Linked DNA regions of Mus musculus: region 2 is linked to region 1. Evidence: chromatin contacts called from public Hi-C data. All regions are on one chromosome and are shown on one strand. The core of a region is the stretch at or near the end of the contact, and the rest is flanking DNA. Distances in the headings are between cores, read along the strand shown. Region 1 has its middle 17 kb from the start of Fam135b. Region 2 overlaps Col22a1 (collagen, type XXII, alpha 1).

The links. Hi-C and Micro-C count contacts between places; a contact is called where the count stands out from the background.
Region 2: a contact with region 1 is called in a Hi-C map of cortical neurons, with 2.5 times the contacts expected there. The contact joins two enhancer-like sites. A contact is called at or near these places in 1 of 15 datasets of contacts at CTCF or cohesin (the NIH/3T3 cell line), 33 of 484 Hi-C or Micro-C datasets (the STO cell line, adipose-derived mesenchymal stem cells, cerebellar granule neurons and 13 more) and 1 of 9 other capture datasets (embryonic stem cells).

What each region holds. Positions count from the first base shown.
Region 1 is chr15:71,742,863-71,747,174 of GRCm38.p6, reverse strand. No RefSeq gene overlaps it. Among named protein-coding and RNA genes, the nearest start is that of Fam135b, 17 kb to the right of the region's middle. Within about 2 kb of position 1,959, at least 4 of the 459 cell types and tissues checked have an H3K27ac peak or open chromatin away from gene starts, as enhancers often do. A contact at or near this core is called in cortical neurons, where this site is marked.
Region 2 is chr15:71,887,613-71,891,924 of GRCm38.p6, reverse strand. Col22a1 (collagen, type XXII, alpha 1) reads left to right here. Exons shown (of 64, transcript NM_027174.1): 38 at 1,333-1,437; 39 at 2,364-2,408. Among named protein-coding and RNA genes, the nearest start is that of Col22a1, 140 kb to the left of the region's middle. Within about 2 kb of position 2,299, at least 36 of the 459 cell types and tissues checked have an H3K27ac peak or open chromatin away from gene starts, as enhancers often do. A contact at or near this core is called in cortical neurons, where this site is marked.

The DNA of each region.
Region 1 (4,312 bases), core at 710-3,209:
AGGAGTGGCAGCTTAGTATGTAACAATGGCAAACATTTGAACCTACAGTGTTTCTTCTCTTGATTTCTACAATCTGTGTTCAGGGAGATAAGCTGCTGTTGCTGGGGTTTAATCATTTCATGTGTGAGACAGAGCTGTTGATATCCATCAGACAGTACTGTGTTGGGTATTAACTATGTTTCAAGTGTTTGTCCAAAGTCGATCCTTAAGATATAAGATACAACTTGCCAAACGCATGAACTTCAAGAAGAACGAAGACCAAAGTGTGGACACTTTACCCTTTCTTAGAAATGGGAACAAAACACCCATGGAAGGAGTTACAGAGACAAAATTTGGAGCTGTGACAAAAGGATGGACCATCTAGTGATTGCCATATACAGGGATCCATCCCATAATCAGCTTCCAAATGCTGACACCATTGCATACACTAGCAAGATTTTGCTGAAAGGACCCAGATATAGCTCTCTCTTGTGAGACTATGCCGGGGCCTAGCAAACACAGAAGTGGATGATCACAGTCAGCTATTGGATGGGTCACACGGCCCCCAATGGAGGAGCTAGAGAAATTACCCAAGGAGCTATAGGGAACTGCAACCCTATAGGTGGAACAACAATATGAACTAACCAGTACCCGGGAGCTCTTGTCTTTAGCTGCATATGTAGCAAAAGATGGCCTAGTGGGCCATCACTGCAAAGAGAGGCCCATTGGACTTGCAAACTTTATATGCCCCAGTACAGGGGAATGCCAGGGCCCAAAAGGGGGAGTGGGGGGGTAGGGGGATGGGGGGGTGGGTACGGGGGACCTTTGGGATAGCATTGAAAATGTAAACGAGGAAAATACCTAATAATAAAAAAAAAAGAAAAAAAACAACAAAAAACAAACAAACAAACAAACAAAAAGATTTGATAGTGCCTTCCCTGTTTTCATGTCTTTGAGAACACTTTCGTGATATATATTTTTAACCGGTGAACATTATAATGATCTGTCCGGGACCCACTTGCGTTTTGAGCCTCAGTGTAACAAGAATGCCTCCCAGAACAGTGTGGATTCTATAACAGCCTTTTGCATGCATATAACAGGTGCTTGATCAATAACAGAAGATTTGAATGAAATATTTCCTTATACCCTTAGCAAAATAATAGTCCTCTCATTTTCAAGAAGAAGCAGAAGAACAATCAGTCATACAATTCCAAATCTGTTCCACATACTCCATGGGAAGTGGAATGATGTGTCAATTAAATGTCTGATTATGCAACAGATATGTAATTTTCATATTCATAAAGCAATCATCCATTATTAAGATTTCTTCTTTTAAATGAAAAGGATCCTTTATGTAGGATGTTAGTAAATTACTTTTATGTGTGGAGAGATGAAATGCATTTCTTTTAAACATCAAAATCTTAATTGGAGCCTTCACAAAGGCTTCCAATGATGCATTTGTGAAGAAATAGCATTTTAGGGGGATGGTTTGGCTTGCTCCAAACTGAAATGTCTATGCATGAAATTAGCTTGGAATATGAAAATACATGTGAGGAGTGTATCTTTTTGTCTTTTTGTTGGCTAAAAGATGCCCTTCCCCCAAAGGCAGGCAAAGCTGAAGCCATTATTCCCACTTACACATAAAATGAAATCAGGAGCTTGGCAGTTCCCTGGGAGTCAGAACATCCCCTGGTGACCCACACATCTAGCATCAGTGAGATCCTGAGACAGACATGATTAAGAGGCATCGTTGCCAGCATTTATGTTCTAGTGTCCAGAGGTCTTAGATGCTCAAAGTTTCATTTTTCTTCCTCAAGACAAAGAAAATGCCAGCATAGGCCGAAGGAAGCCTTCAGAATAAAATCAGCTAAAAACTTTGTTTAAATCACAACCAGCCTCCATCTTCAAGCCCATCCTACAGCCGTATTTTTGCTAGCATCTCTGTCTCTTGGATGCCAGCCCAGGGTCTGAGTCAGATGTGATACTGCACCTTGCTCAGCCTGAGTATGTTCCACTGGTCCCTTACTCTGCTGCTGCTGACCAGGCACAAGAAACTGCATATTAGGTAGCACAAAAAATAACACTGAAGGCAAAGCTAGGGGTGGTGCAAGGGACACTCACAGTCTTTGCACTGCCCTGTATCCACCTGCAGATTTGGACCACTTCTCTCTGTTCTGGATACATCCCAATAGTGGCAAAAAGCAGTGAGATGTATCCTTTTTATAGGAAGAGTGAATGGAAGGATAGATGACTATTAAAAAGATTACAAACTTTGGGGCATTTGAATCAATGCTATTATAAGTAATTCACATTTATTTTTGTCTGGATGATAAAGAGAGAATGTATTAACTTTTGATGTCTGAATCATATAGAGAGTGCACAGAATACAGAGCACTTCGGACTCCCCACCTTTTTTGATTTTGTAGATTTTTGAGTTGTTTTATTTTGTTCTGTTTGCACAAAAATGGGATCATCCCACAAAACTTTTATAAATATTTTTTTCACTTACTAGAACACTGTTTTAGACACTATTAAAGAGCACTTAGGATTGTTGGTTAGCAGTGTGTCTGTCATCTTTTATTTTATTCAAGTTGTCTTCTCTATTGTACATGGCAACCTACCTCTTTTACTTTGTTATTGCAAATAATGCACTAACATCTCCTCATGAGTGCAACTTTCCTAGCATTGCAAGGGGGCATCTGTGACTTGGTGCTTTGCTTAGATAATTTGCAAGAAGTAGCAAAGAAGACTTAAGGTGCTGACATACACACCAAGTTATTAGGAGCCAGGACTATCTTGAAGAGGAAGGTGACAGTATTATAAAATAAGAAAGTCAAAATTATCAAGAGATCCACTTGTGGCAACTGAAGACCTTATAACATGTTCTTTATTACTCATGGAATATAGGCATGATGTGAACTTTAGTTCTCATAAATAAGAATGCAATGGGCAGTTAAGATGTGAAGGTATGACCAGACATGGTGATGCGTGGTAATGAGTCCCCCAGATGTCTGTAGCATGAACTGCAGTCATCATAAAGCCTGTGTTATTCTGGATTAGTATTATATTAAGCAATTTGATTTTCATCAGGTTTCAGAGCAAACACCTTCTTATTGGTAATTAACATTGAATTTAAAGAGTATTTCTGAAGCTCCCAGGATATCCCCAACTATACCCATTAGAAGGGTTTATCAAGCCTTAATAAGCAGATATCTGGCCCAAATATCCTCTTCAGAAAGAGGTAGACCCAAACTGAGTGTGATTGGGCGTGATTTTCAGTGGAGAATCTTCATAACAAGTCTCTTTGTATTCTAGCGTCCACTGCTGTGGGCTGTTAAGATGTATTCATATACCGTGATCACCTTATTGGCCTTGAGACTCCATGTTTTAGAACTTCTGCAGTGCATGGAGCACAGAGTCAAGTCCTTGCTTTAACACAGAAAAGAACAAATGCTTTAATCTTGACGCTTCCTCCTGTATTCTCTAGGTTGAATCATTCATTCCCTGTCACCCACACTCCAGTGAGCCTATCTCCCCTCTCTCTGCCCATTACTCTTGCCTCTCCCTGAAGCAATGCAGATGTGAATTGCCTTCTGAACTGTTAGCTCTACCATAGAAAGATAGACTGTGGTGCAGGTACCCTAAATGTTGAGGTCATGAAGAGCATCACATATTAGAATCAAGAAGGCCTTAATAACTATTTTAATGCCACCCTGGTTGACTAACACATATAGTGTCTCAAGGTCACACCAGATGGCAGGAGTTTATTACAGTGGGCAAGAATTCCAGTCTTTTTTATCTCAGCATGGAGTGGGAGGCAAACCATCCCATTCTAGCCATTTACCCTACAGAAATCAGAAAGAAGCTGTATGGAAGAGAAGTATGGTTGGACTTTGGATAAAGGAAAGAGGATGTTCCTGGCAAACAGCAGAGGAAATGAGATATGCTCAGAGATTATTATTATGATTGTCAATCATGGTTAACCAGCCTCCAGACATAGCTGTAAAGGACTTCCTGGACTGGATTAATTGAAGTAGGAAGACTTATCCCAAATATGGGCAGCACCATTCTATGGGCTGAGGACCAGGATTGAACAAAATGGAGGAAGTGAGCTAGGGAGTAACATCCATGGCTCTCTACTTCCCAGATGTAGGCGTAGTATGAATACTTCTTTAACTGTCCTACAGTCTTTCCTGCCATGAAGGACTGCAGGCCAACCTCTAGACGAAAAGAAAGCCTGCCTTTTGTCAGCAACAAAATAGTTACTTAGAAAAGATATTTTAGCTTCCCCTCTCTCCCTCCTTGCCTTCCTCTCACCCCTCCCTTTATTTAT
Region 2 (4,312 bases), core at 1,050-3,549, 140 kb before region 1:
TCTGGATCTCAGGGTATACTCCACTTTTAATTCAGTGATCCACTTATCCACTGAGCATCATGGTTTCCAGGGAACCCTTCCCAAGCCTGGGAAAGTGTTTTGCTTATTATATCGAAGAGGGAGACAAGATCCCTCTTTTTATCAACTAGAAAGAGCCCACAGGCTTAGGAAGAACAAGGCATCCTGTGCAGTCCCTCTGCACATTGCTCTGACATGGCTGTGTGCTTTAAGGAAGGTTCTCATCCATGCTATCGATGCTGAGGCAAAGCTTGGCAAACCCATGGTGTTCATCGGTACCCAAAGGAGAGTTTGAGTTTCAGACTCATCAAAGGCTGGTTCCATGTCCGAGTTGTGGGCCTCTGAAATAGGGTCAGAACAGTGGTTTTCAGTAGGAACAGTCCCACCTCCTCATGACATTTGGTGATCCCTGTGCCAAGGAGAGGAGCTGCACCTAGCTTAGCATATACAGAACAGGATCCTCCCTCAACTATCACAAAACACAGGGAAGGATACTGTCCGAAACACTCACAACAGACAAGGTTCAGCCATACTCAGTGTCAACAAGACCAAGGCTGAGAAACCATCACCCTAGCAAATGGCACTCTCTCTACACTTGAATTTGCTTAGCTGTGAAGAGAGGATGGCATAAGGAGCTTTGGTCCACGCATATGAACATCACCCCAAGGACTGTAGGCAGGGGCATGGCCTGGGGAGAGAATATGTGACAAGGAGGTGATAGTGTGGTGTCATTTCTCCAGATGTGTTATCTACAGCAGTCTACACAACTGCCCAAATGTGGCTGGTGCCTTATATAGGATCTCACTCTGTGGCTCATGCCAGCCTTTAACCCCCTCTGCAGTTTATGCCAGCTTCGAATTTGTGGCAATTCCCCTGCCTCAGCCTCCCAAATGCTGGGATTAGAGGTGAGGGCCACTCCAAATTCATCAAGTAGATTATTTCTAATCTAATTTTAAAAGGGATATATTCAAATTATATTTCTGTGTGCTGTTGGCCTATATGACCTCTCGGGGGAGCCAAACACCTTCTCTTGACTGTGTGGGAAAACAATCATGACTGTTGTTAGAGAAGGAGATAGAGACAGGGAGGGTGAGGCTTGGTGGAGGCTCTGCTGGGGGAAAGGACTTCAGCATGTGAATGTGGGGAACAGAGTTCAACTTCTCACTTCCACTGAGCAGTCTGTCTTCTGATGCTTCAGAGAGGGACAGACAGCTCAGGAAGCCACTGCCACACACAGGCTCAGGCTGATTAGCCGTTGGATAGCAGAGTTCTGCCTGCTGCTAATGCTCATCAAGGTCCTCTTTTTGTCCCCAGGGAACAGCAGGGGAAGAAGGCAGCCCAGGGCCAGCTGGTCCACGGGGAGATCCTGGTGCTCCTGGTCTCCCAGGGCCACCAGGAAAGGGCAAGGATGGGGAGCCGGTAAGTGGTGGGCTGACATGCTTTGAGCTTTTGGAAGCCAGGCTGACAGGGGAGAAGAGAACAGAGCAAAAGCAAAGACTTATTTTAGAAAGCAAGCCCTAGGTGATGCACAAGATGTCTCTTGGCCCAGGGACATAGTCCTGTCGTCAATCAGCGTGCTTAAAAATAACAAGAAAGTAGAAAACTTTCAGTGTTTCCTAACTCATGAATTACTGCTGAAATCTGTGACTTAATCCTTTCAGCCTGTGGTTGACCACAGGAAACTGGATCCCTGGCAGGGCAAAACTGCAAATGGGCACACAGGGTAGCTGTACACTAAGCCAGCTCGTAGCACACGGGGTTCTGGCTGCAGGCTCAGGATCCAAGGGAAACAAACAAGTTTCAGAGTACCCAGTGGTGGTTGTGGCACACACACACACACACACACACACACACACACACACACACACACACAGAGAGAGAGAGAGAGAGAGAGAGAGAGAGAGAGAGAGAGAGAGAGAGAGGATTCTTGGTCCACACTGAGCTCCTCCAGCCAAAAATAGACTTACATTTCAAGTGTGTGTATGAGTGCCTTTACTAGGCCAAGCTCATCAGCTAGAAATGGAGTCCCTATCCAGAGTGTGATAAAGAAGGAGACTAGGTTTAGGGGTCATGGGGTCAAGTGAGCCTGGCTTTGAAGCTTGATCTTGCTGCTTCCTTTTGGGTGGCCTTAGCATGGAGACCAGAAGTAGAAAAACACAATAAGGAACAGTGACACTTGTGTTTGTCCAAATAAGGTCAGGAGGTGGCAGAGTCGGGAATCACACCCAGGACCTATGATGGAATGTACTCACATTGCTCTCCAACTACTGCTCCAGCAGAGGGCAGCAACCTGGTATGTGTTGAGTGGTTCAGCTCTCATGGATCTATGTTGTTCATTTCAACAGGGACTACGTGGACCACCTGGGTTACCTGGTCCCTTAGGAATCAAGGTGAGTGCTTGTCTAAGCAAATTGGAGATGGTACCTGTGACCACTTAGAGGGTATGTACTTTTTTGTTTTTATTTTTTTGTTTTTTTTTTTTTTGGTTGTAAGCATCTCTGGTTACCTCAACCCCTCCCACATTTTTTCATACAGGAATTCTTGAGATGGTGATGTACTACCCACAGCAGTAACACTGATTAAATTATTAGAAAAGTACTGTTTTTCACCCGGCCTAGCCAAGGGCTAAGTCTTCTCTTGGGGTGTGTGTGTGTTGGGGTGGGGTCCTGGTCTAGTCAGGGATAGCAATATTATCCTGGTATTTCTCTGTCTTTCCCCAAAGCCTTGGCATACATGATGAGTAGGGATAGAGAGGGAAGATGATGTTAGGAAAATGTTTGGGGCCAGCACTGGAAATTGGTTATTATGTCCAGCCACCAAATTCTAGTGATGTTCATGACAAGAAGGCCGGAGAATATCAACTTAGTTGCATACCCAAGAGGAAGAAGAAAATGGATGAACACCAGCCAAACTCTCCCTCAATTCACCAGCTACTACAGTTCTAAAAAGGCAATATCCCCTTGAGTCAGCAGGGGAAAACCCAAAGCTCTCCCTACACAGAATCCCACTTCATTTACTCAAGTTTACCTGAATGGCCAGTACCTTATTATTTTAATTGTGGCACATCTACAGGGTAGACTGTAGGACATAATACTGTTAGTGGTACATTCCTTGGCCTCTTTCAGCTCTCGAATCAGGGGACAATTGGATGAGGAAACGGCAAAGTAGGCAGGTAGTTGAGAAGGGGATGAGAGGGCTGAGGGGGGTCAGGAAGGCTCTTATCCTGCTTTGGTGGCTTCTTGAAGACTGAGCTACTTGTCCTCATTTGAAATTGCATGCAGCCATAATGTGGGATAAAGAAAGTGTTATTGTAGGCCTTGGTGAGGGGCTGCAGGGGACACTAAGACATGGGAAGCAGCAAATTCAACTGTAGCCACACCCATATACAGTGAGAGTTAGGATGCCAACTCAGATACATGGAGTTGAGAGGATGTGGGCCAGAGTCACTCATTGATCTTAGGATTGGGGCTCGGACATTTAATAAGATATGCATATTTAAATATTCATAAGTATCTTATTATAAAATCACTTCTTACCACTTGTGCCTATTCATAAAAACAATTTCCTTAAAATGTCCTTCTTGCCAGTGGTGACACATGCCTATAATCCCAACCTTGAGAGGAAGAGCTAGAGATAGGAAGATTTATTTATTTTTTTTAAGTTTGAGGCTAGACTGGGGTCATGAGGTTGGATCTAGGCCAGTTCAGGCTACAGAGTAAGGGTCTCTTGAACAAAAACAGCTTAAAAACATGAAGAACATATTCTTTTGTATCTTCTACTTCTAATGGTCTTGTCATCCAGCAAGTCACCCTGAAACTGCTAGCTCTTTCTGAAGCACACTACCGCCCATCCCAGATGGCCATCTTAGGTTATCAGATATGTTGCAGTGATTTGGGAGTTTTATTCCCAGCTTTAGAGTCCAACCACCTGATGGGAGACCATTCCCCCGTTTGTTTCTTTTACATTGTAGTTGTACCTTCGGGATCTCAGTGGCATGAGTACAGAGTGAACTGAATTTAAAATCCTATGTGAAAGTCTCAGCAAACAAATATCTAGCATAAGTTAGTTTGAGGTTCTTCCATAGATGTTGACAGTAGCAAAGCAGAGATCTCAGCTTTATCATTTTCTCCCTATTTAAGCAGGCGTTCTCTGTAACCATTCTAAACCTACAGTAAGTGGAATTGTAGTATATGCTAATTGGCTTGCAGTGTGGTAATTTGATCGCATTACCCATGATCAAAGATTTTCCTCAGTGGGAGAATGATTTATATGGTAGGAGTAAATGCATGCCAAC